7 separate regions of the Mus musculus genome follow, and regions 1, 2, 3, 4, 5 and 7 are each linked to region 6. A link is a contact called in public promoter capture Hi-C data. All regions are on one chromosome and are shown on one strand. The core of a region is the stretch at or near the end of the contact, and the rest is flanking DNA. Distances in the headings are between cores, read along the strand shown. Region 1 holds the start of Ctcf (CCCTC-binding factor). Region 2 holds the start of E2f4 (E2F transcription factor 4). Region 3 holds the start of Enkd1 (enkurin domain containing 1). Region 4 holds the start of Slc9a5 (solute carrier family 9 (sodium/hydrogen exchanger), member 5). Region 5 holds the start of Atp6v0d1 (ATPase, H+ transporting, lysosomal V0 subunit D1). Region 6 holds the start of Pdf (peptide deformylase (mitochondrial)). Region 7 holds the start of Plekhg4 (pleckstrin homology domain containing, family G (with RhoGef domain) member 4).

What was found. Promoter capture Hi-C pulls out the DNA fragments that hold promoters and counts their contacts.
Region 1: a promoter capture Hi-C map of liver shows a contact between it and region 6, with 5 times the contacts expected there. The contact joins the promoter of Ctcf here to the promoter of Pdf in region 6. A contact is called at or near these places in 3 of 39 promoter capture datasets (the C10 cell line and liver), 1 of 484 Hi-C or Micro-C datasets (B cells) and 1 of 9 other capture datasets (liver).
Region 2: a promoter capture Hi-C map of liver shows a contact between it and region 6, with 8 times the contacts expected there. The contact joins the promoter of E2f4 here to the promoter of Pdf in region 6. A contact is called at or near these places in 6 of 39 promoter capture datasets (the C10 cell line, hematopoietic stem and progenitor cells, hippocampal neurons and 2 more), 1 of 115 datasets of contacts at active chromatin or transcription factors (large pre-B cells) and 2 of 9 other capture datasets (adipose tissue and macrophages).
Region 3: a contact with region 6 is called in a promoter capture Hi-C map of liver, with 5 times the contacts expected there. The contact joins the promoter of Enkd1 here to the promoter of Pdf in region 6. A contact is called at or near these places in 5 of 39 promoter capture datasets (the SN4741 cell line, embryonic stem cells, hippocampal neurons and 1 more), 1 of 484 Hi-C or Micro-C datasets (B cells) and 1 of 9 other capture datasets (adipose tissue).
Region 4: a promoter capture Hi-C map of pre-B cells shows a contact between it and region 6, with 5 times the contacts expected there. The contact joins the promoter of Slc9a5 here to the promoter of Pdf in region 6. A contact is called at or near these places in 3 of 39 promoter capture datasets (hippocampal neurons, liver and pre-B cells) and 2 of 9 other capture datasets (adipose tissue and liver).
Region 5: a contact with region 6 is called in a promoter capture Hi-C map of liver, with 3 times the contacts expected there. The contact joins the promoter of Atp6v0d1 here to the promoter of Pdf in region 6. A contact is called at or near these places in 4 of 39 promoter capture datasets (hippocampal neurons, liver and pre-B cells) and 2 of 9 other capture datasets (adipose tissue and liver).
Region 7: a contact with region 6 is called in a promoter capture Hi-C map of liver, with 4 times the contacts expected there. The contact joins the promoter of Plekhg4 here to the promoter of Pdf in region 6. A contact is called at or near these places in 2 of 39 promoter capture datasets (both in liver) and 2 of 9 other capture datasets (adipose tissue and liver).

What each region holds. Positions count from the first base shown.
Region 1 is chr8:105,634,956-105,638,825 of GRCm38.p6, reverse strand. Ctcf (CCCTC-binding factor) reads right to left here and starts at 2,288. Exons shown (of 12, transcript NM_181322.3): 1 at 2,106-2,288. It overlaps Gm5914 (predicted gene 5914), which reads left to right and starts at 1,352. Exons shown (of 2, transcript NR_151742.1): 1 at 1,352-1,546.
Region 2 is chr8:105,296,270-105,299,967 of GRCm38.p6, reverse strand. E2f4 (E2F transcription factor 4) reads right to left here and starts at 2,305. Exons shown (of 10, transcript NM_148952.1): 1 at 2,093-2,305; 2 at 1,578-1,687; 3 at 1,272-1,433; 4 at 929-972. The coding sequence starts at 2,227. It also overlaps a transcript of Exoc3l not described here.
Region 3 is chr8:105,706,033-105,709,780 of GRCm38.p6, reverse strand. Enkd1 (enkurin domain containing 1) reads left to right here and starts at 1,573. Exons shown (of 8, transcript NM_198299.2): 1 at 1,573-1,624; 2 at 1,858-1,957; 3 at 2,038-2,232; 4 at 3,043-3,215. The coding sequence starts at 1,873. It overlaps 4933405L10Rik (RIKEN cDNA 4933405L10 gene), which reads right to left and starts at 1,492. Exons shown (of 4, transcript NM_027655.2): 1 at 1,266-1,492; 2 at 768-985; 3 at 197-381; 4 at 1-120. The coding sequence starts at 1,349.
Region 4 is chr8:105,346,205-105,349,953 of GRCm38.p6, reverse strand. It overlaps Slc9a5 (solute carrier family 9 (sodium/hydrogen exchanger), member 5), which reads right to left and starts at 1,696. Exons shown (of 16, transcript NM_001081332.1): 1 at 382-1,696. The coding sequence starts at 577. It overlaps Fhod1 (formin homology 2 domain containing 1), which reads left to right and starts at 1,984. Exons shown (of 22, transcript NM_177699.4): 1 at 1,984-2,301. The coding sequence starts at 2,101. Gm46049 (a long non-coding RNA gene) reads right to left here. Exons shown (of 4, transcript XR_003947441.1): 2 at 3,580-3,749; 3 at 3,116-3,502; 4 at 2,298-2,879.
Region 5 is chr8:105,563,670-105,567,631 of GRCm38.p6, reverse strand. Atp6v0d1 (ATPase, H+ transporting, lysosomal V0 subunit D1) reads left to right here and starts at 1,568. Exons shown (of 8, transcript NM_013477.4): 1 at 1,568-1,849. The coding sequence starts at 1,720. It overlaps Agrp (agouti related neuropeptide), which reads left to right. Exons shown (of 5, transcript NM_001271806.1): 2 at 1-26; 3 at 140-272; 4 at 430-512; 5 at 694-937. The coding sequence starts at 143. The coding sequence ends at 876. It overlaps Gm38250 (predicted gene, 38250), which reads right to left and starts at 1,452. Exons shown (of 4, transcript NR_168532.1): 1 at 1,358-1,452; 2 at 1,162-1,263.
Region 6 is chr8:107,046,963-107,050,748 of GRCm38.p6, reverse strand. It overlaps Pdf (peptide deformylase (mitochondrial)), which reads left to right and starts at 2,135. Exons shown (of 2, transcript NM_026513.2): 1 at 2,135-2,688; 2 at 3,478-3,786. The coding sequence starts at 2,151. The coding sequence ends at 3,635. It overlaps Cog8 (component of oligomeric golgi complex 8), which reads left to right. Exons shown (of 5, transcript NM_139229.4): 4 at 439-607; 5 at 1,619-2,040. The coding sequence ends at 1,941.
Region 7 is chr8:105,371,299-105,375,186 of GRCm38.p6, reverse strand. Plekhg4 (pleckstrin homology domain containing, family G (with RhoGef domain) member 4) reads right to left here and starts at 1,915. Exons shown (of 23, transcript NM_001364406.1): 1 at 1,325-1,915; 2 at 288-434. The coding sequence starts at 1,368.

The sequences.
Region 1 (3,870 bases), core at 1,039-3,538, 1.4 Mb after region 6:
GTTCATTTATGGAGGGCAGAAAGGTTGGGGAGTGTTCAAAGAGTTGCATACAATGTGGGTTGCTAAAACCTCCAAACTGAAATCACACACAGTAAACAACACAATCTTTCTTAGCATCAAGATGATGGAAGCGAGTGCGTCGTTGGAGCACATCTTTAACCACAGGGCTAGGAAGACAGAGAGAGAAGCAGGTGAATCTGAGTTTGAGGCCAGCCTGGTCTGCAGAGCTCCAAGGACAGCCAGAGCTAGAGAGACAGTGTGTTTGTGTGTGTGTGTTGGTGTGTTAAAGCACCTCATTATCTTTTCTTTCTGAAAATGTCAACCTAGATTTTTTTCTTAAGAACCTAAGCCACACATCAGTGGCTAATTGGTAAGAAAATCCGTGTTAAGCGTGGTGGGGAAAGGCTTTTATCCCAGCACTCGGGAGGCAGAGGCAGGCGGATTCTGAGTTCGAGGCCAGCCTGGTCTACAAAGTGAGCTCCAAGGCAGCCAGGGCTATACAGAGAAACCCTGTCTCGAAAAACCAAAAAAAAAAAAAGAAAATCCGTGTTAGAGTGGGTACGAAAAGGTTACTCCAGCAGTTTATCAAAGGAAGCTTTTAAATGCAAAAGACTTAATGCCAGGATAAATACCCTGTTTAATTTCTTTTCCTGCCTATGGATGCCTTGGAATTTTAGCTTTCTTAGTTGATCTAAACTCCAAAAAAGTATTAAGTCTCTTTGCTAATGTTTACTTAATGCTAAACTCAATACAGGAAGTCAGATACTAAAGAGTAGTTACATTAGGCACAGAAATTTATAAACCATCTGCTGCAAGTGACCCAGGATCCAATTACAACATCAACCCTCACATTTCATCCAACAGTCAAATTACCAGTCCAGTCATGAATAAGTTCATTCTACCCTATTGGCGCATTAGATCGGTTTGCACGATCTCTAGAGAGGGGCTGAACTGTCTTAGCCTAGCCCTAGAGCATCAGGTCCTAAGTGGAGTGCAAAGTTAGCGTCAGGACATTTTAAATAGGAGGCAAACTCCAGCGTCGCCTGTACCATCGCAACCAGCCCATGCTCCCGAATTTATGAGTTTATCACATCACTTGAGATGAGAGTGAAATTAAGTTTCAGTCCCTTTTGAGATTTCTGAGCGCACCAAGTCTGACTGCTATCGTTTCAAGGGGCTGAAAGAGTGCGAATACAGCTGGAGAAAAACTACTTTGGTGCAGGAATTCGTGTCTTTTTCCGCGCACCATTGGGGGCCGCACCGGTCGGGTCCCGCGCGATGCCCTGGCGTGAGTTTGGGGGCGCAGCGGGGCCCGGCGGGGGCGGCGAGCGCGCGTTCCCCCGCCCGCTCGGGCGGCGTCGAGGCGCGAGCAGCTCAGCCAGCCTTGCAGAGGGAGCTCTCGGCAGCTCAGGGGTCCCCTCTGCTCGCAGCCACAGCAGCGCCGCCTGCGACACTCGGCGGCGACGGAGACCGGCAGCGGGGACGATCGGACTACGAGAGACTAGAGAGCACCCCAGCTGCTGGAGAAGCAACGCAGGGAGATCGGGTAGGTTCCGGGACCGGCTGGACTTGAAGATGGGGAGTCTGAGGCGCGTCGGTCGGGACCCGACACCCACACGGTTCCGGGACCTGGCTAAGCGGCCGGCCGAGGGTTCAGAACCCCTAGGCGAAGCAAGCGGCGGCAACCGAGCCTCAGAGGGTCCAGACTCGGTAAGGGGTATCCGTCGCGGGAGGGGCAGAGGGCGGGCCGTGGCCCGAAGATCAGCCGGGCCAAAAGCCGGCCTCGAGGGTAGAGACAAAGGAAGGAAAATGGAGTCGCCGAGCGCGCAGGCCTCTGTCGCCACCGCCGCCAGAGGCCTACCATGTTGGGAGGAGGGAAGCTTAGCGGGCGGGCGGGCGGGCGTGGAGGGGGTTGGCCAGGCCCTGGCGGCGGCGCCGGGCAATGGCGGCGGCCGCGCCGCAGCAGGGACGGTAGAGGGAGACAAACACCCCCCGGCGGCGGCGCTGGCGCTGGCGCCGGGCTGCAGCCAGCGCCGACCGGAGCGGCCCCATCGTGACACCTAGAGGCGGCCCGCGAAACCTCCTCCACCCCGGGCCCCCTTTACCTTCGCGCCACACCCCCCGCGGCGCCCGCTCCGCCGCCGCTCCACCGCTCCGGCCACCTGGCGTCCCCGGCCGGCTCCGCGCGCCCGCACCGGCTGCTGCTGGTCGCCGCTGCCGCCAAAGAAGCAGCTCCGCGCACGGTTTAATCGCTCCACAGGCTCGGACACAAAATGGCGGCGGCGCGGTGCAGTGCGCCTGCGTCGGCGCTGCCGGGGCCGCGGGTGCTGATAAGGGAAGAGTCGGGTGGGGGGGGCCGGCCGGCGGCGACGAGGGCGGGGGAGGAAAGGTGAGGGGAGGGGTTGGCGCAGGGCAGCATGGGAGGCGGCCCCGGGCGCCAACTTTCAAAAGCCGGCGCGATGGCGTCACGGGGATGCGCCGCGAGGCGCGGCGTCACGCCGCACGCGCCCTCCCGCGCCCTCGCCGGGTCGCGCGTGGGCTCTGCCGGCGGCGCGGAGGCGGCCTGGTTCCCATTGGGGTGGGGCTTCCCTGGGCGGAGGCTGGCGGCTTCTGGGCGATCGGGTCTCCGCCTAGTTGCCCTGATTTCCTTAGCTCGCTCATTTTCCCTCCAAGCTGCGAAGGGCGGGAGGACGACGGGGAGCTGAAGTAAGCGCGCGGGGCTGGGGCCGTGGGGGTTGAGGAAGCGCCAGGGTTCTACCCTGCCCGGTCTCCTCCCACCCGGGGTTAGCTCTGCACCCTGTCCCGCCGCCGAGTCAAATGCAGTGAGTTCCCGCACTCTCTCACTTCTCCGACACTTGCCCAGTGCTCAAGATCGACTGCTAGGGGCTTCGCCCGGGGATCTTAGTAGTCTTCCTCCCAAGAAAAGGGCCTTAGAAAACCGAATGTGAAATTAAGAGAATCGGGACAGAGTCACCTCAGTCCGGAGATATAGCAGACCACACCACAGCAGTCGTGTTTAGCTGTATTTGGCACCGTGAACGTCTAAGTTTTTAAGACTGTTCTTTTTATTTCGGTTCCCAGTCGGTGGTACTTAATCCCTTCCCTTTCCCGGGAAGACCCTATTGGCAGGTGTTCTAATCATCTTCTCTCCCCGCCCCCCATAGCCTTGGAATGTGACTCGGGATTGTAGTCCCAGTTCTCTTGCTTTAGCTGTTTGGATAACAAATGCACCTGGCAGCAAGCTTCTGCCCTATTCATATACATCTGGGCTGTGTTGTGGGTATGCTGGTCCATTATCAATAGATATTGTTTATTCCCCCCAAAAGAATCGGAAAGTTAGAAGCATGTAAGATCCCACTGTTCAGATGTCAGTAACTAAGGCAAATGTGTTTAAACATCTTGAGTCCATTCACCCACTGTTGTGGAGCTTCCCTCCATGACTGGACTTAGAGGAAAGATAGAAGAGAAAGTCCAAGATTAGAAAGAGGATAATAGACAAGGAAGTAAACAGAAAGACAAGTCTAGACTGTTGGATTGTAGAATCCAAGACCAGAAGTAAGTTTGAGGCAGGAAGAGAGGTTTCTGGTTTTCAGATGCTGAGAGTTCCGGTACAGTTCAGCCAGAGGCTTAGCTATTGAGTTTATTACCTTGGAGATAGCTGGGAAAGATCATGGTGACTTTAGCTTGACTCATATGGATTAACTGAAGAGGTTAACCTGAGTAGAATGGGTTAAAAAGTAAACAGGAGAGTAAGGAAATAGAGACAGTGCATGAAGGCAGCCTGAGTTCTGCTGTGGGTAGAGCAGACATTGGGGAATAGGTGCAGAAGGATGTGAGGTCAGGGGGGAGTTTTGTTCTGTCTCCCTTTGG
Region 2 (3,698 bases), core at 1,056-3,555, 1.8 Mb after region 6:
GAAATCAGTCTCTAAGAGACTGGATATTAAGCCTCTACCTCCCTAGAGCACTGGGTACAGCAAAAATTCTTCTCTCCGCAAAACCTCATGCTCAGAAAATCTAGGTCCAAACACATTTCTTTCTTTCTTTCTTCTTTTTGAGGCAGGGTATTTTTGTGTAGCCTTGGCTGTCCTGGAACTTGCAATGTAGACAAGGTTAACCTCAAACTCAAAGATCTGTTCTCCTCTGCCTCCCAAGTACTGGGATTAAATGTACTATTATATTCTGGAACAAGTCACCAGCCACAGGTACCACCACCTCACTCTTCAAATGATGCTGATCCCTAGAAATAGATGTTCTGACCAAGTTTTTCCAAGATGCAAGATGGAATATAAGATAAAGAAACGAGGGCTGGAAAGATCGCCCAGCAGTTAAGAGCACTAAACTGCTCTTCAAATCCCAGCAACCACATGGTGGCTCACAACCATCCGTAATGAGATCTGACACTCCCTCTTCTGGAGTGTCTGAAGACAGCTACAGTGTACTTACATATTATAATAAATGAGTAAATCTTAAAAAAAAAAGGAACAATTCGTATATACATAGTGGGACTAAGTACAAATTAGAAACAGACACCACCGACCCCTACATACAAGTATGTAAGATTGTGCACACAAGTTACATGTACAAATTCTTTTTGTTCCTCTGTGCCACTATATTGCCCAAGAACCAAACTCAGAGAACACTGCTGATAAGGGCAAACCCAGGGACACACTGGGGACTCTTGTACCCTACAGAGTCCCAGTGACTTCCAAACTGACACCTGCTGCCTGTTTCTCTTTAAGTAGGCATCACGAACCTTCGAGAGCTGGAACTTCTTTTTGGACCATGGGTCCATGACTTAGCTCAGCCCCACCCCCCACCTCCCTCTACCCAGGCTCCGCTCACCAGCAAAGCATCTGCAGATGTCTTCATGAGTCACGTAGGCCAAGGTGTGGGGGTTAAGGAGAACAGCTGAGGCTTTTTTTTGTGCCAGATGGCAGACCACAGAAGAGACCCAATGTTTCAGCCTATGCCTTCCACACAGCCCTCAGAGGAAATTTCTGGAACCTGGGGTCCAGGTGGGTAAGGATCATGGGCTAAGGCTGGAAGAGACTGGAGCCTCCCGTCTGAATCTGACCAGGGGTTGCTGGAGCATTCTTTTAAGAGGTACAGGACCCAGAGCGCCACAGAGCAAAACCAGCTGAGCGCCCCTTGCCCACTCCCCGAGGCAGGGACTGGCAGAGGATATCAGCTGTTCTGGACGTCCTCAGTGACATTCCGGATGCTCTGCTGCACCCACACCTTGTGCTGGTCCAGTTCTTGCTCTCGTTGCTGCAGCTCCTCGATCTCTGCCTTGAGCTCAATCAGCTTGTCAGCGATCTCCCGGGTATTGCAACCTGGCCCGACGCCCCTGAACCATGGGATTGAGAGACTGAGCGTGGGATCCCTAAGATCTCTGGGTGCCAGACCCCAACTCTCTCCTATAAACATCACCATCCCCTCCCAACCCCAACACCCCTGACACTTCTGCCCTCCCCAAACAGCCCACACTCACTTCCACTGGATGCTGTTCTTGGATTTCTTCTCGATCAGACCGATGCCTTCCAGCACGTTGGTGATGTCGTAGATCCGCCGTTTCTGGCGCACAGCAAGAGTGTCGGCTGCCTGGCAGGTAGAACAGAATGGAGAATGGAGCCCCACTCTTAAAAAGTGTGCACCCTGAGATGTTTAGTCTGGAATGGGAGGTAGTCTTATGTCCCAACCCTGGCGTTCCTTCCAATCACTCCGCGAGTGTGTCGGGAAGAGTCTTGGCTTAGCTGTGTTCTGATGCTCGGCTCCCTGTCCTAGTCGCCAAGGGCCACGAGGGCCTGCACCTGCAGCCGGGACCCAGACAGAGCTGAGGCTTAATGGCTTCGGTGAATGGAAACAACCTCCCGCCTCTCTCATCAGGGTGAGAAAGCACACGGATGGCGGCCGGAGGACTCAGTGGGGCCGCCCCGCTGGCTTCCCGCTCCCGGTCCAGGCCTGGTGCCCCCATCTCCCCAGTCGCCCCCTCGGCCCGGAGCGCACCAGCTTGAGGTCAAGCACGCCGTCCTTGGCTTCCTGCAAGAGCGACACGAACTTGGTGGTGAGAAGTCCCAGACTCTTCTCGTGCCGGCTTGGAGTCCCCGGGGGCGGCGGCGCCTGTGGCCCGGCCTCCGCCATCGCGCCCGCCCGCCGCCTCCCCTCAGCCAGGCCAGGCGAGGCCGGCGGCGGCGCCACTTCCGCTTCCGTTCCTAGTCGCCGGGCCACCGGAGCTATCAAGGCTGCTTCCGCTTCCGTCTCGCGCCTTCCCAGGGTATCTGGTGCAACTCCCGTCTGCTGATCCGGACGCAAAACTCCGGGGGACCGTCGGCAAATGTATCATTAGCAAAGGAAACCAAAACAACTCCTTAGGGCAGCTAGGAAACCTGAAAAAATTGTATGGTAGGAAATGGAAGAAGTTAGTGAGCAGTACCGGCAGTTGAGAAGCGAGAACCACCCGACTCTTCCTTGCTAAGCTGCTTCTAGACTACTAACTGCCTGAACATTCCATCCAGGGAAGGGAAGCCATAAGCCACAAGCTTAGCCTATTTGCTTAAAACTTATTCTAAAGGCTTCCCTGATGTTCAGAGATAATTCCTGCTGTTCCTGTTACTTCCTGCCAAAACAGCAAGCACTAACAATAAATAGCTTGCATACTTCTATCTCTTATTTCGTTCCAGCATCATTTTTCGCTGGCCTCCATGCTACATACAGTTCACAGTGGCCAGGAGTCTTATTTCCAACCACTACTTAGTCCATGCAAAGGTGTTTGCCTGCGTGTGAATATAAGCAAAGCCTTTAAGGCATTTTCTGACACATGGGAAGAACTGTGTGTTTGCAAGTCTCATTTATTTTTGCAGTTTTTAAAGGTTTATATTATTATTATCATCATCATCATTATTATTATTGTGTGTGTATGTGTTTATGTTTGTCCACATGTGTGCAGGTGCTCAAGGAGGTTTAGAAGAGGGTGTCAGATCTCTGGGAGCTAGAGTTAACAGGCAGTTATTATTAGCTGCCGTGTAGGTGCTGGGAACTGAAGCCCTGTCCTCTGCAAGAGGAGCAAGTGCTCTGAGCCTCTGAGCCATCTTACCAGCTTGCAAGTCTTATTTATTTTTAACAGTGTTATCACTTATGGTTATGTCTTTATGACGGTCAGTCCCTCTAGGACACAAATTGCCTTCCCCAAATTGATTGATGATTCACACTTGTGAGAAAGCAGACTTCGGAAGCTCTAGTTATAATGGAGCCTGAAGTTGGGGTAGTCTTCCTGAGGTCTTAGCTGTCAACCCTTCTGACAGTAGGAAGTGAGGGTCTATTATGATGGGTGGATTTGGGTGGTGCTCCATTATATCTAGTGTCCTCCCTAGCTCCCCATCACTTACAGGAACAATGTAGCTTTTTGGATCCCTAACTGCCATCTCTCACTATTCTTTTGCCTCACCACATGTGATCTTTCCCCTACCAAGGCATATACCATCTGTGGTTCTCAGACTCGACTGCGGTTTGCTGAGGCTCTACCACATAGGGGGTCATCCTTCAAACCAGCTTGAGGCCAAATCAGCTTTAAATATGCATATGTGTTTCCGGAGTATTTAGAAGTCTAAGGTGG
Region 3 (3,748 bases), core at 324-2,823, 1.3 Mb after region 6:
CCTCGGGCTCCCTGTCCCCGTCCTCCTCCTGATTCAGCTCTGGGTTGCAGTAGTTGATGTATTGGTACAGTGGCCGCAGGCGCTGGGCTTTTCCTGCAAGAACCCAAGGCAGAGCAAAGGCTAGAACACCAGGCTGTGCCATGTCAGCCTCAGAAGACAAAGAAAACAAGAGAAGAGCCCAGGGACTGCCACTCACGCTCCAACCCCAAGGTCTCGGCGGCGGGTGCGGATGCGCTGGCCACAGCGGGCGGCACAGGAGCCCCGCCACTCTTGCGTTTCTTGGCTTTTTTGTGCTGTTTCGAGGACAGTGAGGATTCACTGTGGCTGCCTTCTGGCTCCTCCTTCTTCTGCAGCACCCCCGGTGGCAGCTCAACTTCTGACCTAGGATGGACATGGTGCTTGGCCCTGGGAGGGCTGGGGAACCCAAACCTGGGACAAGAGGCCTGAAAGAGGCAGGCTTCAGTCTTTGGTTCCTATATCTTGAGCCTAGGGCTTACCCCTGCCTGTCCACTAGAGCTAGTTAGCTGTCCATTTCTTAGACAGTGAAGCTCCAAGCCCAGTAGAGGCTCAGCATTTATGGTAGCTCAGTCTCCTTGCAAGATCTAGAAGTCCCAAATCCATACCAACCCCCCAGCCCCCAAGTTCTAGAGTTGGGAGTGAGGGGTATTGGTCAAAGACAAGAATCTCTGCCTTGAAGGAATGGGGATTTAGGAATCTCCGGGCATAAGACCCACCTTCCCAGCCCTTCCCTCCGAAAGCCCTCTCACTTTCTCTTGGGCCCATGAGCTGGTCTCACGATGGATGACGTAGGCTTGGGTCCTCTCTCCTCTCCTGCTTCCACCCCTGCATTGAGCCCTTCCTCTCCCACCTTTATTCCTTCCTCCTGGAGCTCTGGCTCTAAGCTGTGCCCCACGGGACACTTGTCTTCGCCTGGGCTCCTGCAGGTCTCATGTGCCGGCACCAGACACTCTTCTGTTCCTGGACACTAGAAGATACACATAGGTCATTGGGAGCCGATGGCCAGGCAAAGTATTGTGGGGATCAGTTATTCAAAGCCCAAAGCTGCTGCAATTGGAGTACATCTCCCTTGGTTGGGGGGGTGGTGGTGTCTCCTAACTACATATTGGCCACAAAATATGAAGGTAACCAGCTTAGGCCTCTCTACTTGTAGGGCTTGGCCTGGCAGTTAGAGGGTTGGGTTACCTAGAGTCCCACCTCTCCTGCCCTACCCCTCCATCTCCCGAGCTTTGAAATGCCCAAGTCACCTCAAGGCTCTCTGCAACCTGGGCTAACCCTACTGCTGCCCCATTCTGGGTTTCTGGCTGCCTCTTGGCCCCTTCTGAGGCCATAGGCTATGAGGAATCAGTGCATCCCTCGACAGTTGATCAGAGAAAACCTCAGGCCCAGAGCGGGGCTGGACTGGTACTCAGTGCTGGTAGGGGAGACAGGTTGAGAGGTAAGGCTCCTGTTGAGACCCGAGACTTAGAATCACTCCTCATCTGGAACTACAAACCCCAGAAGGCTGTTCGCCTTAGTCATTTGACCCCTGACCTCAGGAAGCCATTTGTTGCCAAGCAACAGCAACTCCTACCGGCTTGCAACAGTTGGCGGTAAAACTGCTCCAGTGAGAGCCCTCGCTGGGGCTTGGCGGGGGAGGGGCGGCGAACCCCTCTGGGCAGTGGGCTAGTCGCGGGGCGGTGGTACAGTCTGCGCCTAGAGACGGGCGGTCGTCGAGGGGTGGGGCTCGGTGATGGGGGCTACCGCGGGGATGCAGGGCTCGGGTGGAGGGTGGAAGCACCCGACAGGGATTAGAGGGGAAAGTTGCGCAGCGCAACAGGCCCTGGTGCACTGTTGCAGGGCTGCGGTAGGATCATGTGCGAGGGCCCGTCCCGCATCTCTGGACCCATCCCCCCAGACCCCACTCTCTGCCCGGACTACTACCGGCGGCCGGCCTCGGGTGAGTTGCGGGGTGCCTCGGCGGGGCGAGTACCCCGCCCCACCCCTGAGCACGGCTTTCCACCGCGTCTTGCTCCTCAGCCCAAGGACGCCTGGAAGGAAACGCGTTGAAGCTGGACCTGCTGACTTCAGGTCGGGACCTGGACTCCAGTCCTCCTCGTGGCCCTCGCATCAGGCCTGAAGCCCGAGAGATCCTAGAGCGTGGCCAGCGAGGCGTGGGGGACGTGCTGCTGCAACTGGGGTGCATCTCCCTCGGTTCGGGGGTCTCTCCTAAGAGTAAGTCCTTGCAGACGGGGTATTGAGGCATTCTTAGGTCAAAAGCAGAGATTAAAATAGGGTGCTTCTTAATTGCCTTGAGCCCATGCAGTTAATGTTCTTTTCTGGGTCTTAGTTTCTCTAGCATAAAAGAAGGGCAAAATACAATACCTCCTGGCAGGATCAGAGTCTATCCTTCTGCAGAAAGCCCTCGCTTCAAGCTTTCACACCTTGATGGAGCATTGTTTACTTAGTGCCTACTTTGTGCCAAACCCTGTAGCTGTTAGGAAAACGGGGTTAAAAAGTATGGGAGTCGTCCCAGGGTAGGGTAGTATCCAAGGGAGGCTTCCCCTTCTCTGAGGAGAAGAGAAAGGGGTAATGGGGGGGGGGGGATTTGGCACAGGCAGGACTGGGAGTAGAGGGGCTACAATTGGGATGTGTGAATTTAAAAAAAATTGGCGGGGGGAGTATGGGAGTCACAGTTGGAGGCAATGAACAAGACAGGCCATGTGTATAATATACACGGTGATTAATGGTATGCTAAATCATAAAATGTAGAAGATAACCAGGAGGGTGACTGTGGAAGGGAATAAGCTGATAACTGTGCTGTGGGTATGATGTCTAACTTCCATGAAGAGGCCTTGGTTGTATTTAAAAATGTGTGTGTATGTGTGTGTGAACCCAGGGCCTCTCTTCTACCAGACATCTCCCAGATTGTCTGAGAGGTCTTTCTGCCAAGGGTAGGGTGTGAATCTATATTCGATCTAGTCCGAGGTGCATGGCCATTTGGTAGGGCTGTCCCTAGCAATATTCCTCCCTGCACCCTTCCAGGGAAGAATCCAAAGGACCATGAGAAGGAAAACTTGAGGCGGATCAAAGAGATTCAGAGGCGCTTCCAAGACCAGGAACGCAGCCGGGAACAGGGTCAGCCTAAGCCACTGAAGGCACTGTGGCGCTCACCCAAGTATGACAATGTGGAGTCTCGAGTCAAGGCCAGGATGAAGGTATCTGTCCCAGGGAGGCAGACCTATCCATCTTGGCCAAGGCAATTATATCTGATCTAACTTACAGAGCATGTGTGTGCGTGCGTTCATGAGTGCGTGCGTTGGGGGAGATGGTGATCACAAAAGACTAAGACATCTGGGTGGACTTTCTCTGGGGAGCTGATGGCATCAGGTCAAGGATTAGGCTAGAGGAAGAGAACATTCCACAGAGATAAAACCCCACAGGTAGATTCTGGCATCAGAGGGAGTAGGGGCAATGGGCATAGTGGGCATAATTCAGTTTGTAAGGGGGAGAAGCAGAAGGTTTGAACAGAAAGCCAGCAGGGTACATATCTGAAAGAACTACCTAAGTTACCTAGTTACATGTGATATTGGAGATGGAATCGTGAGACACATGCACACTAGGTACTCATATAATATACCCACGACCTTCCTGCTAACTCATTCTCGGTTCCCCTATCTCTGTGTCTCTGTTTCACGCAGCCCAGGCTGACCTCAAACTCTTTGACTTTCTTTTTTGTTTTGTTTTTGTT
Region 4 (3,749 bases), core at 447-2,946, 1.7 Mb after region 6:
TTTCTGAGAAGCTGGACGTCTGGAGGAGAGGCCTTACTGACGTTTATTGAGGAGAGCTAACTGCAAGGGGAAGGGGAAACTGGGGGAAAGAGTCTAAGGATGGAACGGTGAGAGGAGAGCGGCGACAGGCAGCTCTTAGGAAGGCAAATCCCCTGAACTACCAACCAAGAAGGGAGACCCACAAGAGAGCAGGAAATGGGAGAGAACCCAGATTTGTGGAATTGGAGCCTAAGTCCCCGCACAATGCAAGACGCAAATCTGGAGACCTAGGGGCTTGGGGGCGGGTCCTCTGCGGGCCGCTAGCCTGGCGTGCGGGCGCGCGAACACACACACACACACACACACACACACACACACACACACACACACACACACACTCACCGATTTTGGCTAAGCTGGCCACCAGGATCCACAGGGCCACCAGGTAGGGCGCCTCCACCTCGTGCCACTGCCAGCGGAAGAGCGCCAAGCCTGGAGGAGGCTCACCCAACGGCCCGGACTCCTGGGTGGGTTCTTCTGTGGCCCCCGCCCCCGCCAGGGGCAACCCGGGCAGAAGAAGCAGTGCGGCGCTCAGCATCTTGCTGTCCTCCGGGCACTGCACGGCCGCCGGCCCCGCGTCGCTGCCGCCGCCGCCGCCGCCGCTGCCGCCGCCTACCCGGCGCCCCCGCGTCACAGGCACGTGGGGCTCACTCCCCCCAATCCGAGCTCCGATACCCCCAGGCCAGGTCCGGACCCCGAGACCCTGCCCAGGATCCTAGCAGTTAGGATCCCCTCCTCCATCTCTTCTAGGTTAATCTCATCTCCGGAAATTCCCCAGCATAACCCTCCTAACCCCTCGAGTCCTGAAACCCACTCTTTCGAGTGTGCTCTCCTAAACCGCCTCTCCTCCGGATTCAGAAAGGTGACCAGCCACCGCGTCCCGGAGCACCAAGAAGGACGGGGGTCTCGGGAAGCAGAGACAAGCGCAGCTACTGCAGAACACCGCCCAGCAGCGGGCCACCCGTCCCAGGTGCTCAGGCTGCGGGTCCCAGTGCTAAGCTGAGAAAACCGCAGGGGGCGGTGCGCTGCCGCCTTCCAGCACGATCTCCAAAACCTGGGACCCCCCTACCGGACCACAGCTGCGCACGCGCACTGGGCACACCCAGAAAGCCTAATGGACAACGGTGCTCTCAACGTACCCAGAAACCTCAAGGCCGGGACGGACCCGGCTCTTTCCAGGCTGAAAAGCTGGCTATTCCTCATCTCTCCAGAGCCCAGAGGCGCCGCCTTCCCTTTCCTTCAAACTACAGGGAACTGTTTGCCTATTCCATGGATCTGAGAGGACCTTATGGAATTCCCTTTAAATTAGGAACAACTTGGGGCATTTGACTCATCTCGCCCCAAACCGAAGAATGTCTCCACTTTTCATTCATCACCCAAGCCGAAAAAACATGTGCTACCTGCCTCCTCACAGTGACTCATCCCATTCTTTTTCGAGAAAGAGCACCCGTCCTCTTTTTTTTTGCCCCCACAGCTAAAGGGGACTGAATCCACCTCTTCTTTCAAATATAAAATCTATTTCCACTTCTTATTCCACATTGAAAGAGATTCTTCTTACTGCTTTCCCCAAATGAGAGAAATGCTTTCATTTGTCTTTCAAGCTAGCAATTAGTCCCATCTCGTCCCTTGAGAGTGGCCCAGCTACCCAGATTATCCGAAGAGATTTACCCCCCCCCCCCCATCTGCCCTAAAAATCCTTACAAAGATCCGCTGCAGCCTCGCCCATACCAAATCTAAAGAAAGTCTCCCCGCCCTCTGCTCTGAGGCGGAGCGGGAGCTCGGGTTTTCCCGCCCTCCTAGCAATGGAACTAACGGGATCACCAGCTCTCTGAGTGGCTGGCCCAAGCGCCGCCTCCGGCGGTGGTTAACCCCGAGCGCGCGCTCGCCGCTCAGTCTTGGCTCCACCCCCTTCCTTGGTCCTACCTTCATCTGGCTCCGCCCCTCGAGCCGCGAGCGTCCGGCCCAGCCTGGCCCGGCCCTAACAGCAAAGTTTAGTCGAGTTGAAGTTGCAGCATTTGCAGGGGACACAAGAGGCGTCCAGCGGTAGCCGGTGGCAGAGCCATGGCGGGCGAGGAAGAGCGCGGGGATGGGGACCCAGTATCCGTGGTAACTGTGAGAGTGCAGTACCTGGAAGACACCGACCCTTTCGCTTGTGCCAACTTCCCGGAACCACGCCGGGCCCCCACCTGCAGCCTGGACGGGGCTCTGCCCCTGAGTGCGCAGATCCCTGCTCTGCACCGACTCCTGGGGGCGCCTCTTAAGGTGAGGGGCGCTGCGGAGGTTGAGGTGGGCGGTGGACAGACAGTGCTTCTAGGAGAGAGATCGTCACGGGCGGGTGCTCGCCTCCAGAAAAGTCTCCGGCCGGGGTCCTAAGGTCTATGCTCCTCTGCCTACAGGGGGAGACTCAAGTTGAGGGGACAGTATAGAAGCCAAATGAGAGTTTGTGATTTGTTCCACTCGGGCTTCCCTTGAAAGTTAGGCCCTCCTGAAGAGGTGCTTGGAGTCCCCTCGCTGCCTCTTTGCCAGGGTTGCTGCTGTGGTTGTAGCGGATTGGGGAAGTGGAGTTGGGAAGGGACAGACTTCCACCTGCTCCAGGTAGTCGGGGGCGGGGCCCCAAAGAGGGGCGGGTTTAGGGAGCAATCATAGAAGGGATCGAGGCTACCGGCTGGGTTGGGTCCTTGGAATACAGTCTCTCCAGCGCTGTTGAAGACTGGAGTCCCAGCCAGGATGAGAGGAGTCCCTTGGAAGCGGCCGTGCGCTCATGGGAGGCTGCCCGGGTGGGAAAGCCCTTTGCGTCACCGCCCCCATGGTCCCTTAGGCCCGCCGCTGGTGGCCTACGCCTGGAAGGGAGGGGGTGGATCAGTCTAATTTTAAACCGCTGGCCTACCCTAGTTGCCGACGTTCCTAGGCCGACTTTGCTCAGTTAGAGAGGCATTTTTCCGTATGTCCAGCAGGACCACCCCTCCCCTCCTGCTGGCCTCCCCTCCACCTCCCCGCAGGCATCCCTTTCCGGCTTGCTTTTTCCGGGCCAGGACTCCCAGAGGCATACACACTACCACCCCCCAGGGTTCCTGACCTGCGGGTTAGCTGGGAGCTGTGAGGGAGATGGGAGGGAGTTGATGGGGTGCCACAATTGGGCGCGGGGTTGCGTAAACATGGCCCTTAGCCCCGGGGTCTCCCCTGGAATGTGCCCTAGGCTCCAGGCCTCTAAACTGCATTCCTCGCGTTGCAGCCAGCCCTGCCTCCAAGTGCAGTCAGGAGGGGGTCGGCGAAACTTGGCCTGGGGAGTGGCCAGTGGCCAGGCAGAGCCCCAGCTCTTTAAGACCACAGCTGGAAGAATGCAGCATACTGCCCACCTCCAGAGTTTTCTGCGTAGTCTACTTTGTGTTCTTCTACTGCTCTGTTCAGAGGGGTCTGGAGGAAGCTTGCCCAGTCTGAGGTCACCTGGCATTTAGTATACGGACTACAGAGAAAAGGGTGCAGAATTGCAACTGTTTAGACAGACCAGGGAGAAAGGGGTGTGGAACTGAGTCCACTTACCCGCAATACTAATGAAAATCCGTGGCCAGGAATAAGGTGATGACGGAGACGGTAGCACTTTGCCTAGTATGTGCAAGGCCCTGGGTTCGATCCCCAGTATCACAAATCCATGCATGTATAAGGCTAGAGAGCAGACGATACTTCTCTTACTCTAGACCCTTCTTCACAGT
Region 5 (3,962 bases), core at 319-2,818, 1.5 Mb after region 6:
CCCTAGGCAAAGATCAGCAAGCAAAGGTAAGCACAAAGACTATACAGGAATTGGGACTTTCTGGGAGCATCTCTCTCAGCGCTGGTAGGGTACCCTAAGGATGAGGAGAGACTAAATGGGGGTTTTCCTGCTGAGCCAGGCCATGCTGACTGCAATGTTGCTGAGTTGTGTTCTGCTGTTGGCACTGCCTCCCACACTGGGGGTCCAGATGGGCGTGGCTCCACTGAAGGGCATCAGAAGGCCTGACCAGGCTCTGTTCCCAGAGTTCCCAGGTGAGTATGGTCAGGTTGGGGATATGTGGGGCAACGACCATTGCTGGCCACAGACCTGCCCGCCCAGGCTTAGACCTCCTTCCCCAATCCCAATCCCAACCTAGGGAGGTGGGTACTTGGTGCATGGTGGGTGTGGCCCTCACATCTTCTGCCCCAGGTCTAAGTCTGAATGGCCTCAAGAAGACAACTGCAGACCGAGCAGAAGAAGTTCTGCTGCAGAAGGCAGAAGCTTTGGCGGAGGTAACTCATTAGGGAAAGGGATAAAGTAGAAGGTAGGGCGCATCAGATACCATCATCTCTCCCCACTTCCGGATTACCCAACCTGGGCAGAACTGCAGCCCCTCCCTGACCTCAGTCCACTGCCACCCTACTGGGGTCGGGGTTTGAGAGTTTCCTGAACCTTATTCCCCTACGAATGCAGGTGCTAGATCCACAGAACCGCGAGTCTCGTTCTCCGCGTCGCTGTGTAAGGCTGCACGAGTCCTGCTTGGGACAGCAGGTACCTTGCTGCGACCCGTGCGCTACGTGCTACTGCCGCTTCTTCAATGCCTTTTGCTACTGCCGCAAGCTGGGTACGGCCACGAACCTCTGTAGTCGCACCTAGCCAATGGATGTTGTTTGGGCAAAGGCAGGGGATGAGAATAAAGGATGGGACGGTTTAACCTTAAAGCTGTGGTTATTTCAAACGTGGCTGTCGAAGGGTTGTCGGGGCGTCGTCATGCTGGAACCACACACACCATAACCTCGGGGTCTAAGCTACACCATCATCTGAACCACATATATGGGCGAGTTTAAGGCACCAGGCCCCTTGGGGAAATCAGAAGGCCACACCCCGGTCCTAGAGAACTAGTGCAACAAACGCCGGGAAAGCGGGCGCAGTGCGGCTTACCGGGTGTAAAGTCTAGTTGGAGGATAACCATTTGGCTCCGAAACTCTCCCCTCCTCTTCCTTGGACCTCGGTTTCTGTCTGGTAGGAGACAGCCTCGACAGCCTAAGGAATAGCACACCCGCTCAGCTTTACCCGGCTGGCCCTAATGAAGCCAGACAGAAGCGCCAAACCCAGGAAAACTCAACTTAGGGCCCACCTCGCATCCTGAGGGTATTAGCACCACCACGCGGTCGATTTCCATCATCGACCTTTCTTTGCTCTCCGCTAGGCGCTCCAGGGCCGCCTTTCCTTAGTGCGCAGGCGCCGGGAGGGCAGTTATAGCCGGTCGGGCACTCCAGAGTAACGCATGCGTGCCAGGGTGCCCGGAAACTGGAGCCATTTAAGAGCCAGGCCCTACTGCGGTCACGTGAGACGCGGTGCGTCACCTGACGCACTTGACAGCCCGCTGCGGCCGCCGCGTCAGCTGATCCGGGGAGTCTAGTTGCGTGCGGGCAGATCGGGGCTCTCTGGTCCCGCCGCCCCCCGCCTCCCCTGCCGCCTCCCACCCCCGCCGCAGCCATGTCGTTCTTCCCGGAGCTCTATTTCAACGTGGACAATGGCTACTTGGAGGGATTAGTGCGCGGCCTGAAGGCCGGGGTGCTCAGCCAGGCGGACTACCTCAACCTGGTGCAGTGCGAGACGCTCGAGGGTGAGCCGCGGGTCCGGGCTGTCTGAGGGGGGCCTCCCTGAGCCGGGAAGGGCACGCGAGGCCTCTGGGAACCCGCGAGCTGATTGATGGTGGGCATGTCAGGAAGGAGTCTGCCTCTAGCTGCGGCTCTGCGCGGGGGCCCAGACGTAAACAAGCCTTCAAGAACCGCAGTGGTTTACCTGGGCTCGGGTTGCCTCTAACCTCGTCGAGCTAGTCCTATAATTTAGAAGGACGGGTCCCCGAGGATTGGTTAGCCGGCGCGACGAGTGCGCCTCCAAGCTTCTTCCCCCTGGCCCAACCCTAGGCCTGTTGGGTGGCAGTGCCTAGGGAAGTTAGATGGAAAAGGCTTCTCTCCTCCCCCAAGGGCTTTAGAATCGTTGTGTCTTGGTGGTGTTGGTCTGAGGGTTGGGTCGTCCTGGGGAATTGCTAAGCCAGTTTAGCGAGAGGTTCCTCCCAGCTCTGAACCGCTGGCTGTGTAGAGTCTTCAAGACTGTTTGGAAAAGCAAGAGGTGGCTCTGTAAATCAGAAATTCACGTACAAGTATTTGGCCCCAACCTGCATTCACACCCCACCCCAGCACTGTTGGGGCACCAGTTTGTTTGTTTGTTTCTTTCTTTCTTTCTTGGTTTTTCGAGACAGGGTTTCTCTGTGTAGCCCTGGCTGTCTTGGAACTCACTCTGTAGACCAAGCTGGCCTCAAACTCAGAAATTCACCTGCCAAGTGCTGGGATTAAAGGCGCACACCACCACGCCCGGCAGGGCACCAGTTTCTTACACAAGAGTGACAGAAAGCTAAGTTCCTCTTTCTTTCTTTTCCTTTTTTTTTTTTTTAAGATTTATTTATTGTTATATGTAAGTACACTGTACCTGTCTTCAGATACACCAGAAGAGGGCATCAGATCTCTTTACGGATGGTTGTGAGCCACCATGTAGTTGCTGGGATTTGAACTCAGGACCTTCAGAAGAGCAATCGGTTCTCTTAACCGTTGAGCCATCTCGCCAGCCCCCAAGTTCCTCTTTCTTAACACATAAATCTAAAGCAACAGTTTCCAACTTGTGGGTCACCATCCCTTTGACGGTCATAAGGGTCACCTAAGACCATTGAAAACCACAAATATTTATGGTTAACAACAGTAGCAAAATTACAGTTGTGAAGCAGCAATGAAAATAATTTTTATAGTTGGGGGTCACCACAACATAAGGTGTTTTAAAGGGTTGCAGCTTTAGGAAGGTTGAGAACCACTGATCTAAAGTTAGATGGCTCAACTGTAGCAGATGTACTAAGCTAGAGATGTCCCTAATTCTAGACCCTCCACGCACATGGTAGTAAAGGACAGAGACATGAGTTCCCATCTCTGAGTCCTAAAGGATTCCTTTGAAGAAAGGGGCTTGTAGCTGGAAGAGGCTGGGTGATTCACCCAATGTAGAAACTTCTTATCAAATACTTCTGATGTTAAGTTGGGCTCATACAGTTAATGTTTACCTTGAAAACTAGTCCCGTCAAGTGAAAAATAATGTTAAAATAGGAAACTTACTAAAGTTAAAGAGCAGTAGTAGATTTTATGATTTTTATGTTAACCTGCAAGAAAAAATTGTTCACCTTTATCATATGAGTGGAAGCAAGGAAGGAGAGGTTCAAGATGTTGGGCTGTGGGAGCCAGCCCCAAAGGTTTAGATGTGACTGTGGGAAGAGGAGAAGTAGGCTGCCTGGCTGCCTGGGGCGGGGCTTAACACTGTGCTTGGCACTCAGTGTGAGCTCTGTGGATCAACTGGGACTTGGGAGATTTTTTTTTTCCTGTTACAAGGAATTTAGTGTTTAGTTTTGTTCTTTGAGGAAGCTCCTTACTTGGATAAATCTAGGGGTGGACACTGTTGCCTTTTCTGGCTTCTGGCATTTCTTACTCCAGCTGCTGCCAGTTCCACTGTTGAATTTCTGGGTGCTTGTGTTTCTGTCTTCCCAGCAGACACCCCATCATTGGCAATAGTCACACTAGGGTATTCTTCCTGATGAACTGTTTAGCAGTGGGCCTCCTTGTGGAACACCATCCAGATCTTTCCAGTAGCACTTAGGGACTACTTGCTCTTTTATTCATACTCATCTCCTTTACACACAG
Region 6 (3,786 bases), core at 886-3,385:
GGCCAGCAGGAGAGCATCTCTCCTGAATTATTTCATCACACCCCATCTACCAGAACACAAAGCATTGAGTCATAAATCCACCAGTCAAATCACACAATTGTGTCTACTGACCACAGTGCTGAATTTCAACAAGATAGCAATGAAATGCATTGTTTGAAATGAATTTTCTTTTTCCTTTTTCTTTTACCTTTTTTTTGTTTTTCAAGACAGGATTTGTGTGTCTTGGTTGTATCCCCAGTTGTCCTGGAACTTGGACTATAGACCAGGCTGGCCTGGAGCTCACAAAGCTCTGCCTGTCTCTGCCCCTAAGCACTGGGCTTAAAGGAGCCCCTGCCACCCCTGTTGTGAATGAACTTTCTCTATGCTGCAAGTTTGTGCTTGTCCACATAGTCAGCAGCGTAGACTGCCTCTGTGGTTGATTTTGACATTGTCCTGTAGGTAACCAAAACAATTCTGGCATTCCATCGAGCCGAAGAGGCTGTGTTCAGCAGTGGGGAGCATGAGATCTTTGTCCAGTTCTGCACTGCCTTCCTGGAAGACCTTGTTCCTTATTTGAACCGCTGTCTTCAAGTCCTTTTCCCACCAGCTCAGATAGCCCAGACTTTAGGTAAGAAAAAGGAAAGTTGTGTTTTTTTTTTTGTTTTTTTTTTGAGACAGGGTTTCTCTGTGTAGCCCTGGCTGTCCTGGAACTCACTTTGTAGACCAGGCTGGCCTTGAACTCAGAAATCTGCCTGCCTCTGCCTCCCAAGAGCTAGGATAAAAGGAAAGATTTTTTAAAAAATTTGTTTGTTTGTTTGGTTGGTTTTTTGATATGGGATTTCTCTTCAGGGGTTCCTCTGTGAAACTCTGGCTGTCCTGGAACTCTGTAAATCTCCTGAGTGCTGGGATTAAAGGTGTTCTTCACCACAGCCTGGCTTTTATCATTGTTGTTTTCGTTTTGTCTTTTTAAAGATTTTATGTGAGTGCTCTATCTGAATGCACACCTGCGTGTATGTCAGAAGAGGGCGTCAGATCCCATTACAGATGGTTGTGAGCCACGTTGTTGGGGATTGAACTCAGGACCTCTGGAAGAGTACTTAACCACTGAGCCATGTCTGTAGCCCTTGTTTTTGGTTTGACACTAGACAGGATCTCAGTATATAGCACTGGCTACCCTGGAACTAACTTGGTATACCCAACTGGCCTTGAACTCAGAGATCCTCCTGCCTCTGCCTCCCAAATAGCTGGGATCTGTGCCTGGACTCCAGTATTTACTGAGTGTCTCCTGGCTCAGGCTCCATCCACCCTTACAATGGGGCTCCAATATAACTAACTGTCCTTTTGTATTACAGAGATGCCCTTAGCCTGGCACAACTTTAATACCAGCATTTGGGAGGCAGAGGCAGGACGATCTCTGTGAGATAAGAGACCAGCCTGGTCTATAGAGTTCCAGCATAGCCAGGTCTCAAAAAAACAAAAAACCCAAAAAGATGTTCTTGTTGTATTGAAATATGTAATTGTGTTAAATCTTTTCTCTGAGTGTCCCCTCCCCTGCCCCACACCATCCCTGAGATCTCTGCATTGAATTTAATAACTTTTTTTTTCTTTTTCATTTCTTTTTCCCTACCATCTGGGTCAGGCATTTCACCCACCCAGCTCTCTAAGCACGGAAACCTTGGACACGTGAACATCAGCGCCATCCAGGAACCTCTCGCCTTTATTTTGCCTAAGAGAGAAACAGTTTTCTGTTTAGATGAGCAGGAGCTGGGGCCGGACCTCGTGGCCCCAGCTCCAGAGCTCCCTGCGGAGCAGCGGAGCATGGAGCCTGTAACAGAGAAGAGGGAACCAGGGGAGCCGCTGCCTCAGGAGCCCATGGAGGGGGAGCCGCTGCCAGCCGAGCCACCGAGTGAGGGAGGAGCCATAGGCAGTGTCCCCTGCCCGCAGCCTGGGGAGCAGCCCTGAGGGTACGCGCTTCTGCAGCGGGAAGGTGTGTGCAGTTGCTTTGCCCAGGATAGCGCGGGCCCTGTGGTATTTGCAGCTTTAATAAAACCGACAACTGTCGCCACTCGCCTGCTGTTCCCGACGATGGGCGTCCGGAAGTTACACGGGAACTACGCTTCCCGGCGTCTTTGGCGCTAGCGGAAGGAAGGGCCGCGGCGTCTCCCCGCGCCATGTTGCTGCTGGGCAGGCTGCCGCGGCCGGCGTGGGTTCCGGGGAGCCGGGCGCAGAGGTGCAGCTCCTTGGCCGCCTTGGAGGGCCCGGCGCGCACGCGCTCCTACTGGCGGTACCTCAGGCGCCTTGTATGTGGCGCGCCGCAGCCGCCATACGCGCACGTGTGCCAGGTCGGGGACCCGGTGCTGCGCGTCGTGGCGGCCCCGGTGGAACCCGAGCAGCTAGCGGGGCCGGAGCTGCAGCGGCTGGTGGGGCGGATGGTGCAGGTAATGCGACGGCGTGGCTGTGTGGGCCTTAGTGCGCCGCAGCTCGGGGTGCCGCTGCAAGTGTTGGCGCTCGAGTTCCCGGACAAGCTCCTCCGAGCCTTCTCACCGCGCCTGCGCGAACTGCGTCAGATGGAACCCTTCCCACTTCGGGTGCTGGTGAACCCCAGTCTGAGAGTGTTGGACAGCCGCTTGGTCACCTTCCCCGAGGGCTGCGAGAGTGTCGCCGGCTTTCTGGCGTGTGTGCCTCGCTTCCAAGCCGTGCAGATCTCAGGTGCAGGGGACGTGGGCAGCGGGGTGGTCTTGCTCTCTCTGGCTAGAGACAGTGCAGACACAGCGGCACTCGGGAGCCAACTGAACTCCTGAAGAGCAGGTCAGGCCCGCCTAGATGGGTTGCAGGGTGATTCCTTAGATATGGAGCCTGTCTTTCCCCTTTCTCATGAGTAGGTATATAGATTCCCATGTAAGTGTGTCTGTATTGCACACACGATTTTCCCAGTTTATCGTGGTGGGGCTTGTGTAAGAAAGTGGGACCCAGATTTACCCAGACTAGGGCAACAAACCATTCCATGCTTCACATTCACATTGTTTTATGTAATATGGTTATTTGCTACAGTGCCAAGCTGAAATACCTTTCTTTTGGGGGGGGGGGGTCGAGACAGGGTTTCTCTGTATAGCCCTGGCTGTCCTGGAACTCACTTTGTAGACCTCGAACTCAGAAATCCGCCTGCCTCTACCTCCTGAGTGCTGGGATTAAAAGGTGTGTGCCACCATGCCTGGCATGAAATACCTTTGATAAACAGCCCTTGAAAAGAGTTTTGATTTCTTATCCTTGCCCTGTAGTAGTGCTGGGAATCACGCTGAGTAAAAAGTCGGCACTGGACAAAATTGGGGTACCCTTTCTAGGAGGGATAAGAGCTGTTATCCACATTCACTCTTGGATGCTGCCTCTGTAGATAGGATATAAATAGGCATGGCCAGGGCAGGAAACAAAGTAGGGACAGGAGGTTGGGCATGAGTTCAGCAAAGCCTCACCTCATCGAGCCTGTAACTTCCTTTGCAGGACTGGACCCAAAAGGAGAGCCAGTGGTGTGGTCGGCAAGTGGTTGGACAGCTCGAATCATCCAGCATGAGATGGATCACTTGCAGGGCTGCTTGTTCATCGACAAAATGGACAGTGGGACATTTACCAATCTCCACTGGATGGAGGTGAATGACTAACACTCTCCTTGAATTGAGGATCTGGAAATCCAGCATGCAGACTAAGATGGTCACATCTGTGCTTCAGCTTGGAATTGGTTCCAGTCCGACAGTAGACAGTGTGTGCTGGTCTGAGATGAAGATGATAGAAATGCTTGCCCTGAAATCAGAT
Region 7 (3,888 bases), core at 666-3,165, 1.7 Mb after region 6:
GAGGGAAGAAACAGGGTCTCCTTTGGGCCTAAGACTGGCTTACGCTTCCGTGAACCACTACTGGGTGGCCATACCTTCGGGCACACCTTCACGACAGGCTTAGCCGGCTCACGCGCAGCTCTCCGCTCTAGCCCACCCTGCCAGGCCTTGGCCTAGGCGCCTGTCCCAGTGCTCCCGGCCCCACACGGGTCACCCGCACACTCACACCCCTGGGACGTGCAGTGGGGAACTCTGAAGCCGGGAGGCTACACCACCAGAGCCGTCGAACTAACGAAGAACAAACGCACCGCAGCCTCGAGGATGGGTACAGCGAGGCTGCCCAGATTCCAAGGGCGCCACCTTCTGGTGGCTCGAAGGGCCGCAAGGCCGCTGTGGACGCGGCGCTCTCTAGGGGCTGGAGGACCGAATCACAGGTTCTTCCGGAAGGCGCCGCTCTGCAAGGCCGAGGGTGCGGAGGAGAGCTGGGACCACGCCTACTGCCCCCTGCCTAGAGCATCCGCGCCCGCCGGCCGCTGGGTTCCTACTCTCAGTGCCTCGGAGACTTGGCGAGCCCTCCCTTGACTTCTCATTCTGCCGACCCCGGCAACATTCATTCCACTGTGCTCACTGTGCTCAGAGCTGGAACTGTCTGAAAGGGTGAGTGAGCCGTGGCTCTGCCGATGGAAAGAAGGCTCTTGCACGAAGCAAAGGACGCCCTTGTGGGAGGAGGGCAAGGCTCCTTTACCATTCCCGTGATGGGACATGGGAATACTTGCCCAGCTTCCATGTACAAGATGAGGACCACTCAAGCCCTCGTGGTCCTCAGAGCTGTCCCACCACCCACCACCACACACTCACACACACACACATGTGAGTCCATGATTAGGGGCCGTCTCCAGAGAGACTCCCTATGCCCTGGTAGCTGCGTGTGGATAATCTTCACGGATAGTGGGAGGGACCACCACTCCTCTGTAGCCTGAATCTCCCCTTCAGGTTCTCAGGCCCACCCACCACGGAACAGGTTGGATGGGCTGTGAGGTGTAACTCAGTAGCAGAGCCCTTGCCTGACTTGTGTGAGCCCCCAGGTTTAATTAATAAAACAAACAACAAAAAGACAGAGAAATAAATTAGAGATAAACGGTGACATCCCATGACTTGTTAAACCCGGAAGGTGAAGAGGGTAGGTAGCTATGTCTCTGGGTGGGAATTGACCCAGGCCTGCCAACATACATAAGGCTCAAACCCTCATTCCCTGAGTTCTTTTTCCCTATCCACAGAAAAGGGTGGCTAAGAAAGCTGGTGCCCTGGGGCCAGAGACCAGCTGAGATCTGGTTCCATCACTCACCTCTTGTGGGCTGTTCCAGGGACCCTTTTCTCTTTGCACCTCATCTTCCTCTCCTGTAAGACAAGAAAAGCATTCTTTTCTCCTGGGGTTGCCCGATGGACCAGGGAAATCCTGATGGATGGATCAGATATCTGTGTTCATGCCCTGCCTTCCCACTTCACCCTTCGTTAGGGAATCTTGAACTGATGAAAGACACTGGGATAGCTGGGAGACCCCTACTCGTTCTTAACTCTAAAGTCTGGGGTCCTTTTGGAGGAAGTGGGCCTGGCCTAACACTCTTGAATTTGTGGAAAGATCATAAGAAAAAGGTTATCTGTGCAACCAGACAAAGGCATGTAGCCCCCACACCATGGCCTTGGTCCCTGGGAGGAGAGGACACTGGACATAATGCCTTCCCTGGCTCTAAGTCAGGCGATTCCTTCATGAATCTAGTTATCAGCTGCAGCCATGGTAGAAACAACAGGCGTCCCCACCCATCTCTGACTCTAAGGCAGATTCTGAAGAGCAAGGGGCAAGGCTGGCCTTGGAGTTGTCCTTCTCCAGCCCCAGCTCCTAGGCATGTCTTCCATCTCTCCTTCCTCTAGCTTCAGTGAGCATCAGGTCCAGTCTTGGCTTCTGTCCTTGGTTCTTGTCCCAGGCCACCCCCACTGAGTCATTGCCCCTCCCTCCCTCTCTCCTTCCCTCCCTCCTGCTTCTGAGGCTCACCTCCACCCACTAGCCAGGCCCCCAGGAGCTGTAAGAAGATGGACTTCCCGGGAGGAACATAACCCTTCCCAGGGATGAAGCAAATAAGAGGCATCAGGTCTCAGGCCCTAACTGACCCAGGCCCTCTGAACACAGCAGGCGGTTGGGGGAGCGCAGGCACGCGTGCTGAGACAGAGGCAGAACTAGGCTGTGGTTTTCTCACTCCACACAGAATGTGCCCTGTAAGCAGGCAGACTGAATATTGTCCACTTTGATATTTCGAGCTCTGTATGTCAGGCCTGGCACAGAATAAATATTTAGGGGTATCTAAGACTAGTCACACCGCCCCTCCCGTCCTGAACTCTTCCCACGTGGGTGACGTGGAAACCAAGGTTAGAGAAAATGACTGACAGACAGACTCAGACAGAAGAGGCAGAGAGCTGTGAGGCACACGTATCTGGGATGGGAAAGGCATGGAACAGCAACAGGGACAGACACTGGCCCAGTGCGGGACAGTGGGGGGCTAGGCCTGGAGCCAACCTGGGGTGGCTGACCACAGCGGGCTTCCAGAGCTGAGCTTGCAAGTCTGAACAGTGACTCACGAAGGCCATCTCTGGTTCTGCTGGTTGCTGAATCTACTCAGAGAAGTCTTTTCCACTGAGATTGTAGAATGTGGACAGCCCCCCCCCCCACTCCGCCCTCCCCCCTCCCCAGCCCTCCCTACCTCTCTTTTCTTGACAACATCCATCCATAAGGAAAGAAAAGGGAAGAAAAGAAAAGAAAAGGCGACTCCTTAGCTTTGGAGATCTGGGGATACATTCCCTTAAGTCTGTGTATGACTTAAGTCCCTTAAGCCAGGACCACTGTAATCAGCAAAGCAACTGATTTCTCAAACCTCCCAGACCCCTCTCATCTTTGACCCAAATAAACCCAGGCTCCTGGGAGTGGCATTCAAGGCCACCAGGGGCATCACAGCCTTTTCTCTTAGGTCCCAGACTGCATGGGGAAACAGAGCTGACTAAAACCCTGTTGTCTCAGACCACCTTCTTTGACGTAGAACGGCCCTCATTGTGACCAAAGAGTGCATGCCTCTAATCTAGGGCTTGAGATGAAAGGGCTGGACGATACACAAGTTCAAGGCTAGCCAGGTCTAAAAAAAAGGGGAAAAAAAAAGTTCCAGACAAGACAGAGCTTCATAACAAGATCCTGTTGTTTTTTTAAGATGGAGGGAAGCTAGGGAGATAGCTTTGTGGATAGCATAAGGCCCTGTGTTTGATTCTCAGAACACTTTTTTTTTTTTAAGCTAAACATGCTGGCACACTTGTAATCCTAGCACTGGGGAGGCAGAGGCAGGCAGATCCTGGGCTAGCCAGCCCAGCCTAAATAGCAAGCTCTAGGCCTATGACATCTGGATCCCCCCTCTCCATTCATTCCAGGTAAGATAACCACCCTGTCATTTTTGTCCAATCAAGTGGCCAAACTTTTTTTTTTTTTTTTTGGTTTTTCGAGACAGGGTTCCTCTGTATAGCTCTGGCTATCCTGGAACTCACTTTGTAGACCAGGCTGGCCTTGAACTCAGAAATCTGCCTGCCTCTGCCTCCTAAGTGCTGGGATCAAAGGCGAGCACCATCACTGCCCTGCGTGGCCAATTGACCTGCTTGCTCCTACAGAGCAAATGCCTGATAGCTTTACCTAATTCTCAAGCTGTGCTCACTAGCTTTTTGGGCTTCCCCAAGACCTGTTAAATCAAAACCCTTGGAGTAGGTGGGTGTGACCACACATGCCTTTAATCCAAGCATGGGGGCTGGGGGAGGGGCAGGAAAAGGGGATAGGGAGAACAGGTATGGGCAGGCAGATCTCTGTGAATTTGAGGCCAGTGT